Regions from separate parts of the Gossypium hirsutum genome. Here region 1 is linked to region 2. A link is a contact called in public Hi-C data. All regions are on one chromosome and are shown on one strand. The core of a region is the stretch at or near the end of the contact, and the rest is flanking DNA. Distances in the headings are between cores, read along the strand shown.

The links. Hi-C and Micro-C count contacts between places; a contact is called where the count stands out from the background.
Region 1: a contact with region 2 is called in a Hi-C map of leaf, with 2.3 times the contacts expected there. The contact joins the promoter of LOC107917726 here to the promoter of LOC107918059 in region 2. A contact is called at or near these places in 3 of 34 Hi-C or Micro-C datasets (leaf and seedling).

The regions. Positions count from the first base shown.
Region 1 is chrA01:8,752,250-8,757,176 of Gossypium_hirsutum_v2.1, reverse strand. It overlaps LOC107917726, which reads right to left and starts at 1,903. Exons shown (of 2, transcript XM_016847012.2): 1 at 1,293-1,903; 2 at 424-1,072. The coding sequence starts at 1,809. The coding sequence ends at 684.
Region 2 is chrA01:8,576,991-8,581,976 of Gossypium_hirsutum_v2.1, reverse strand. It overlaps LOC107918059 (PAP-specific phosphatase HAL2-like), which reads left to right and starts at 1,506. Exons shown (of 4, transcript XM_041075691.1): 1 at 1,506-1,857; 2 at 3,305-3,989; 3 at 4,265-4,626; 4 at 4,825-4,986. The coding sequence starts at 1,698. The coding sequence ends at 4,469.

The DNA of each region.
Region 1 (4,927 bases), core at 654-3,153, 170 kb before region 2:
TAATGCAAATGAAATGACATCAACGTAACAACAACTCAATATGTCCACTTACCTAAAAACAAGGTAACACTGCAACCTCACCATTAATAAATGCAATGCATTGCAAGCGGTTTTTTACTGACATGTTGGGGACGCCATTGGCCTAATCTTATGCATGCTATAGATTATGAAATACTATCGGTGAAAAATTTTACCTAATAATTTTTAAAAAAAAAATATAAATTAAATGTAATTTTGATGGAATTGGTAAAAAAATGGAATAATAAAAATTTGTTGTATTAAATTCAAATCAATTATATTTATATATATATTTTAAAAATATTTTCAAAAAATATTTGTTATTTTAAAAAAATGATAAATAATGTATTTAAATGGAATTTGAGAAATTAAATATATGTATTATATAAAATTTGAGAAAATCCATGCATAATCTAATGTTATTTCTCTTTGATATATATTTGAAGGACATGCAGACCGTAATATGGCATATGCTGTATTTTAGCTATTACACAAAATCATGGAATTCCAATGATCAACGTTACAGGAAAACAAAACTAGAAGGATAGGAAAGTCAAAAGGACCTTTACAGAGCAGGAATTATTTACCCCCACTTAAAAAAAAGGTAAAAAGTAAAAAATAAGAGAGTCCTTTTACTTTTTAACCCCAAGAGGTCAGTAAATTCTCTACTGTGCCCCTCTTCTAATCATTTCCTGATACTGATTCAAAGACTCCTGCCTTTGCAACCTCATTTCCTCATTGAACTTCTTAATGAACGCTTCCACTCGGCGGTTCAACTCGTCCTGACTCAACGAAGGGTCTTTCTTGAGTTTTCCTGAGCCGGAGGATCGAGCCAGTGGCGGTTCCCTGGAGTGTTCGTTGAATGTATCAGATTTCTTCATGGTGTTGGGGAGAGGAGGGGGAGGGGTATTATGGTCCTTTTGAGTGCGTTGTTCCCAAGTGTCGGATTTCTTCAGGTGACGTGTTAACGGCATCGGACGACCCTCCGTGATCGTTTTCCACGTTGCCTCCAATGTATCGTGCCGTTTTGGCTTCGACACTCTCAAGGCTTTCCCTGCAAAATTTTCGCACCAACCACCATCAAATTTACTGTTCTATCCTTACCGTTACAAATCTAATGAAATTTGTACACTTCTAATAATTTTCGCATTTCTACTTTGATTTAAAATGAAATTTGATGTAAATATTAGGGTAATTTCGGCTTTTCACGTATATTCATAATCGTTTCATTTTGAAATCTCATGCGATAGGTTTAGTGGTTTTAGTAGTTTTACCTTCCATGGCCGCTTTCACAGCTTTCCGCTGACCGAATCTCCTCGCCACCGGCGGCTTATCCGCCATCAAATTAATAAGCTCCATAGATTCAGTCCTCAATGGTGCCGGTGCCGCCTCCGTCACCACTTTAACTTGCTCCTCTTCCACCGTTCCCTTAATCTCCTCCGCCACCAAGACTGTTGCTGCAGGAGTTCCGTAACTGTACTCATTTCTAAATACTTCACTTGGAACCTTGAGCGCCTGCGAAACTATCTCCGGCGAAGGATTAATTTGTTGAGTAGACTCTGGTTTCTGAGCCTGTAGCTTGGAAGAGGCGACGATAGAGATGATGATGCCGTTGATAAGAAGGTAAAGGTACGGAGGCCGAAGAAAAGAGAGTATTAAACCGTAAATTGAAGGAATACCAGACGTTACAAACTCAGTCACCGATGGAGCTGAAACTTTAAGCAGAATCGCTACGGATATGACTCCAGTTGATATTAGCGCTGTTTTGAGAGAGAGCATTAGAGTAGCCATTAGTTATAACAGAACAAAAGAGCTAAAAAAATTTCTCGAGAAAATAAGGTGAGAAAATCAAAACTTGTAGGTGGAAAGGGGTGGAGATTGAAATTTGAAGATGGTGAAAGCTATTTATATAGGAGAAGCGGAAGAAGGTTTTTGTGATGAAATCTTGGCCGTCGAATTGGAGGTTGACGTGGGACCAGGAGATACGGTTTAGAGAGGCGACACGTTGGCAGGCGGTGACATGGGCTTTCATTTTCCACGTGGTACTGTGCACATTTGGCGTACAGTCGACGTATTTGTTTGACTTGGAGATAGACCTTACGGTTTCGAAAACTCCACACAACCTAATTTAATTATTATAAAACTCGATTTTATTTCAACCTTAAACTAAAAATCAACTTAATTCAAAATGGGTAATAACCGAAATAATTTGAATTTAAAATGTAATAAATTTATAATAATTAGAACTAAAATTAATTATATTGATACCTTAATCCGACAAAATAAAAATAATGGTGATGTAGCTTGGTTTATCTTGTTTAGGGTAAGATAAAGATCCGTTGCGTGTGATAGTTAGATGACGGTGGTTATAGGTTTAAGTGAGTAAGTAGTGGAGAGAGAGATCTCTTTTTACAGATGGGGCTAAGAGTCAACCATGATCTCAAGGTGCCACGTGTGATTCCTCTGTTGATGGTCTTAAAACAAATTGGCCAAGTAGCTTATCACCATAGATCTAAATAGGGTGATAATTGGACACCTTGTTAATCATTAGCTTATCACCATAGATCTAAATAGGGTGATAATTGGACACCTTGTTAATCATTTCAGACAGGACATGATGGTTAACATTAAATATGATGATTAATGTACAAGATCCACGTGGTTGTGTAATTGAAGAGTATTTTCAAAAATTTGTATTTAGGGATCTTTCTGAGGAGTAGGTGTTTAAAGGGTGTGTTCGAGAGGTAAAGATATAACTAATCCAAACCTATAATGACTGGATTAAAAAAATTCGACTCTCAAACTTAAATAATTTTAACTCAAAATTTTCTAAAATTTAAATAATATAACAAATCTAATATATATATTATTTTTATTTAAATCAACGTTAGTATAATAAATCAACAACTTAAAAAAACAAATAATCAAAACTATTTAATTAATAACTTAAAATTCAATTCTCAACAAGACCTTTCTTTTAATGTAAAAATAAATTGAAATAAATAAATTCTAGGTTTACATTGTTAACTTAAATAATAGCTGGAGAAAAGATTTTAGTATTTAATAAACAACTTAAGTGAATATGGAAGGAATAAAATATTAGCCATGCATTAATCATAATTAAACAAGGAGACAAGCTTGTAAGAGCAAAGACCAAACTGCAATTATCAAATTGGGTAGTTAAGGACAACATTGTCTCAAAAACCAATTTAGGTACTAAACAATTCCAACAAAAACCAAACAAATTTTGCAGCTCACTCTTCCCAATTGTATGCCTTACTTTGCCCACCAAAAAGGTTCTTCCTTTTCCATCCATCCTTATCTTATAAACAATCATAATATCAAATTTAGCTTTCAAACATTTATATTTTTATCGATTTGTTCTTTATTTTTTTTGAGTTAAATTTGATCTTCAACTTTAAAAAAAAAATCAAATTATTATTTTAAAAAAAATAGAAATAATGATTAAAACATTAATTTTTAACAATATTAGTGATAAGAATATAAATGCTAACTAAAAATATAAAAATAAAAATATTTAATTTTTTAAAAATTTATAAAAATTCAAAAAAATTAGCATGAAATACAAGCTACCGTGTTTAAAATTTTAATGTTTTAGTTAATATTTCAGTTAAAAGTAACAATTTAATTATTTTTAAAAAGTTGATGGTCAAAATTTTTTTTAAAAAAATTAACGATCAAATTTAATTCAAAAAAACTAAATTGACAAAAATATAAACTTTAAGGACTAAATTTAACATTATTCCAAAAAACAATGTGATACCTATATTCTAAGTAAGACTTTACTTAGGATAGTAATCTACCAAAAAGAGAATCTTCAAACCAAGATAAAATGAGTTTTATGCGTTTAAACAAGTAATTAATGATTAGTTTAATTAATTGGAAAACAAAATGGGGATCCTGAATTTCCGGCAGCCATGAAAGGTGGGTCAATTGGGGAATGGGACAACCATGTGTGTCCACTGTCCAGCCAGGGTGGTGCAACCCTTCACCGACCATATTCATGTATAAAGTAAATATATATATATAAGTAATTTTTAATTTGGTAGTTCCGACGAGTATAGATCTGTTTATTATTATATGTGTATGGAACACCAAACATTTTATACACATTATGAGATGCCATGCTTCATTAAGATTTTAGATCCATATTCCAGGGGTAAATTTGGTAAGGTTACAAACATTCAAGTTATCAGTTACTTTTTATTACACGACCATGCACCAAGTGGACGAGTGGGGCGTGACCGTCTCGCCGACATTAACAGTTTCCATGTGCTTGTTATTGTTAGTATGCTTTTATTTGTTTTCATGCCTACAACGTTTACCAAAACTATTCATACTTATTTATTTAATTACATGTTAGACTGTCTCTAAAATTTTAACACTATTTTTCTCTTTACGGTTGCAATATATTTTATTACTGTACTCAACATTTGTAATCATTATTCATTAGTAGATATAATTTGGTTGCTTAAAAAAGATTTTAACTTTAGATGTTAAATAATCATGGAAAAATTAGAAAAATTTTTTAGGGGCGAAATTAAATTATAATTTTTATGATAGAAAAAAATATAATTTCACTATTTTAATGGTTTATATCTTCATAATTTTTAAAGAATTAAATTAATTTTTTATATTTTTAGGAGGTAAAAGTGTAATTTTATCTTTATTAATTTAAAATTTCAAAAATTTTAAAGGGATCATATGAAAAAATTTTCATTTTAGGGGGTTGGGCCTTTGTCAGCCCCTAGTTTTGCCACTGGTTAAATTCATCTTATATTTTTTTTCAATTCGGGTTATTAAATTTTTTTAAAGTACTTAATTTATAATTTCATTTCATTTTACATTAAAATATGATAGTAACCAGGGGCGGATTTAGGGTGCCGGT
Region 2 (4,986 bases), core at 257-2,756:
ATATATAATTATGAATTTCTAATACTATTTTTAAATTTCAAGTTTCTTTTTGCAATTACTTGAAATTTAAGTAGCTTTTTAAAATTTTATGATATTTTTCCATTTTTATATATTATTTTAACCTTTTAGGAATTTTAACTATATATTTTAGAATTAAAAAAATATTTTTAAACTTTTTTTATATATTATATATGATTTTTCTACCTTTTTAATCAATATTATATATATATAATACTAAAGGCTAAAATACTAAAAAAAACTTTTTGGAAATCAATTGGCCCTGGTTGAAAAGGGTAATCAATTAGACTCTTAATTCAAAAATAACAATCAATTGAGTTTTTTGAATTGCATTTTCATTAAAGCCCCTAACAGACCGTTAAGTGTTACATTAAGTGTTACTGTAGTGGGTGACATGGTGGTTGACATGAAATAACGTTGACATGAAGGGTTTATCGGATTTTAATTTTTTAGGAAGGCTTAATTTATTTTTAAGGATTATATAAAAATTCCAAATAAATTATAATTTTTAAATATTTTTAGAAATTATAGAAAATCATATAAAATAACTAAAATGGAAATATTAAATTCATTATAAAAATTTAGCTAAAGGTTGTTAAAATGTTATAAAAATTTTGAAAATTATATAAAATCTATCAAAATTATTAAATATCATAAAATTTCGAAAAAAAATATTAAATATTATAAAAACATTATTAATATCTTACGAAATAATGAAGATATTAAATAAATATTATAAAAAATTAGATAATATAAAAATAATTAAAATGATAATATATGAATTAATAAAAAATATAAAGACTTATTGAAAGTATAAAATGTTGTAAATAATTAAAATATATATAAGAAAATTATAGTTTTTTTTAAGGTTTGGATTAGATTTTAATAGTGGAGTTTGAAATGTGCTGGTAATCAAATTTGGATGAAGTGAGAGTAAAGGAGTTGAGAAATAATGAATTTAGTGTTTGGTGGTTTAAGGTGAGTAAATAATAATGATTTTGGTTGAAGAGAGGTGATCAATACACATTGATAAGGGTAGTTTAGGATATGATGTAGGACAACATTTGTTGGAAAACAAAAAAATGAGTAGTATTTTTATTAAAATTTTTAATGATTATTAGTAATCATTAAAATATTATAATTTTTTTAGAAAATCATAAAATATACAAGTTATTAAAATTATTAAATATTGAAAAGAAATAGACTAAAAAATATAATAGAAGCATACTTTAGGTACCAAATTAGAAAATGATTGATACTGTAGATACCAAAGACAAAAATATTTTAGGACTAAAATGAAAATATTAGATACACTTCGTGAATTAAACCTTAAAATTATTATCTCCACCATCCTATCCCATAATATCGGACGGTCCTTATTTACACAAATCTGACGTGGCAAATCAGGGTTGCTTAAAAGGGAAAATTTCCCGAAAATCATTAAAAACCAAAAATAAAAAGAATTAGAACCAAAATAAGCCCACATTAAGAAAAAAAAAATGGTTTAAACTTTAAAAAGCCAAATCTACCGAAGCCGAAGAAGCCATTGATGCCTTTGCATTGAAACACGGGTCAAAAAAAAAAAAAAGATACATACCTGAGTCTCTCTGCAGAAATCCCGAGGTTTTGGAACTTTCTTTTTCTTTTTGTTTTGGCTGTTGAGAAAGCTTGTCTCCAACATGGCGGAGAAGAATGACAAGTACGGTAAAGAGTTGGATTTGGCTGTTAGAATTGTGCATATGGCTTGTTCTTTATGTCAAAAAGTGCAACAAAGCTTGGTTTCTGCTGCTTCTGGACATGTTTTGGCCAAGGATGATGATTCTCCTGTTACTATTGCAGGTATTCTCTCTCTCTCTCTTTTTTTTGTTAGTACAAAATGAAAGTTTTTTTTTCCCTTTTTTTTGGAATTTGATGTCTTTTATTTTTAGTTTTTTCTTCGATGGGTTTGCTTTGAATGAGGCTCTTTGCAATGGGTTGACTTGTTTTTTCTTTTTTCAATTTGGGGGGTGGGGTATTATGAATTTGTAATGTGGTGTTTGATTGGCGTATATTTAAGCCATTGGTTGTTTGTTAGATAGTAAAAGAAAGAAAGAAAAAAATTTGGAAGAAAAAAATTTGGAATATGATCATTGTTTGGATGATTGAAAATATTCATTTGGTTGTTTGAATGTTAGCATTTTGGTGCTTCCTTTTTTAAATTTTTGTCTGAGGAAATTGTTAAGAACAAGTTAGGAAACGTTTTAGTGCTATACATTGTTTTTCTATAAGGAAAATGTTAAGAACGTTGTTCCTTACTGTTGAATTGGAATCTTTAGGGATTTTACTGTACAAACTTAGGAAAGTATGGTCAAGTTTGTAATTGGCTGTTCAGTTTTGTTTTCTGGGTTTCATTGTTCTGATCATTTTGGTTGGGAAACTAGTTCAATTCGTTATAATTTGATTGCAATTTGTCTGGGTTCGCCAGCATTCGTGAATGATGGAAAGAAACTCTATAAGCCTCTTTGTTAATTGCAATTGTACGTAGCTGGTCCTTTGAAATGTAAACTCAGTTGGGGATCATTTAATTTGAAAATAGCACTTGTTTGTTCTGTTTTACTTTAATCCTAGGTTGATACTTTTTGTTATTTATATGCAAGTATACAGGTATGTTGGGGAAGCTGGGGTGAAAGTTTGCTATTGAAAGGGATTAAGACACTGATTAATAAATTCATGAGAGTTCAATTGATAATTGATGATGAATGCGAATCATGCTTGTTGTATGCTAGTAGACAGAAATGCAGGTGTAGGTGCTTGCTCATAATTATAATTGATTGCCTAACACACGCTCTAGTATTGTTCGATTTGACTGATCAAGTTTTTAAAGATAAAAAAGGAGGTACCTAGCAAATTATTTGGCTTTCTGCCTCAACTTTCTATTTCTCTTTCTCTTTCATGAATCAAGCTTTCTCCCTTCACTTGTAAGGAGGAAAAAAAAATTGTGCAGAGAGGGTCTTGAATTTGATTTTACTTCCTAGTTAAAGTATAAAAAATGAAGTGCGGTTTACAGGAAATATTTTTGTCTTTGTTTGTATTTTCTTAACTAATCATCATATTTATGGTGTGTATATCTGTTATACTTTGATTTCTAATCTGTTTGTTCAAATAATGAAGCATTTATAGTCTGAGATGATGCTACTAGCTTTTTTCACGGTTTGAAAGAGCATAATTTTTCTTTTCTTTTGCTTAATTAAGTGCTTTTATCTACTCGTGTTTACTTGTTTTCTTTCGGTTGTTTCTATCTTAACAGACTGGAGCGTCCAAGCAACTGTTAGTTGGCTGCTTTCCGAATTCTTGGAGGGTTGGAGTGTGTCCATTGTTGCTGAAGAAGATGTCCAAACACTCTCCAAGCCTGAAGCGGCTAGTTTACTTTCAGCTGTTGTCAATACTGTGAATGAATGCTTAGCTGAAGCACCAAAGTATGGTCTTCAGTGTCCAAAGAAAGTTCTCGGGACTTCACAAATCCTTGAGGCTATCAGTCGGTGTAACTCAACTGGGGGCCCAACTGGAAGACATTGGGTGCTTGACCCTGTTGATGGGACATTGGGATTTGTACGTGGTGACCAGTATGCTGTAGCACTAGGCTTGATTGAGGATGGGAAGCTAGTTCTTGGAGTTCTTGGGTGTCCTAATTACCCTATGAGAAAGGAATTGTTGAATTATAATCATCAATGCAACCAAATTAAGCCGACGAGTCCACCATCTTCAGATATTTGGCAAAAAGGATGTGTGATGTATGCAAGTAGAGGAACTGGTCAGGCATGGATGCAACCTTTGATCCATGGGGATACAAAATTTGAATGGCCAAATTCTGCTACATTGCTACAGGCTTCTCCTGTTGATGATCCATCGCTGGCAACTTTTTGTGAACCTGTGGAAAAGGCAAATTCAAACCACTTGTTTACCGAGGGGCTTGCTAACAGCATAGGTCTCAAGTGCGTTATGTTTATTTTCACTTCTGAATCTTCTATCTGTTTCCTGCATATGATGAATGAAACGAATTCTTAATTTGGATGAAGCACGGAACAAGAATTACATTAAAAAGTTGAGTGCTTCTGGGAAAATGAAAATGAAATGAACAATTTCATTTATAAGTTCCCTGCTTGTTATTTAGTTAAAGAAATCAAATGTATCTGAAATTATATAGCTTTTGTAAGGTCATCTTCTGATTTGATCCTAATATTATCTTTTTCATGCACTCTAATGGCAGAAACCGACCTATGCGAGTCCATAGCATGGTAAAATATGCAGCAATAGCTCGGGGTGATGCTGAAGTTTATATTAAGTTTGCAAGATCTGGGTACAAAGAGAAGATATGGGATCACGCTGCTGGTGTTGTCATTGTAGAAGAGGCTGGTGGGGTTGTAACGGATGCAGGAGGTCGCCCCTTGGACTTCAGTAGGGACTGTACTTAGAAGGTCTTGACCGGGGGATTGTTGCTTGCTCTGGCCCCATACTGCATGATAAAATCATTGGGGCTGTATATGCAAGCTGGGATTCTTCTAATCTATGAGACTTTCTACATCTTTTCAATGCAATAATAGTGGAGTATTATATGGTAATTTTATGGCGGTAAGCTCATCAAAGAAAATTGGCATTTCAAGTCATTTCGCACCATTTTCATATATTTCATGTGGTCGAAGAAGTTTCTGTTTATATGAACCTGTCGTAATTTTAAAACCGATATATTGCTAAAAAAGGTAGTTTTCAGTTAATGAGTTTTACGTCCATTTTCCTCCTTTCTTTCTAATGTCTTCGTTACTATTTCAGGGCAAGCAAATTTGTGAAGGACACTGCCACAAACTAATGACTCGAGAAGCGTCTGCTGAAATATATTCTCCGTTTTTAAGGTCTGATCATTGATTTCACCTCCAGTCCCCATCTTACTGTCGTAGTATTGCTCCATTTTTATTAGCAATAGGCCCTTACGAT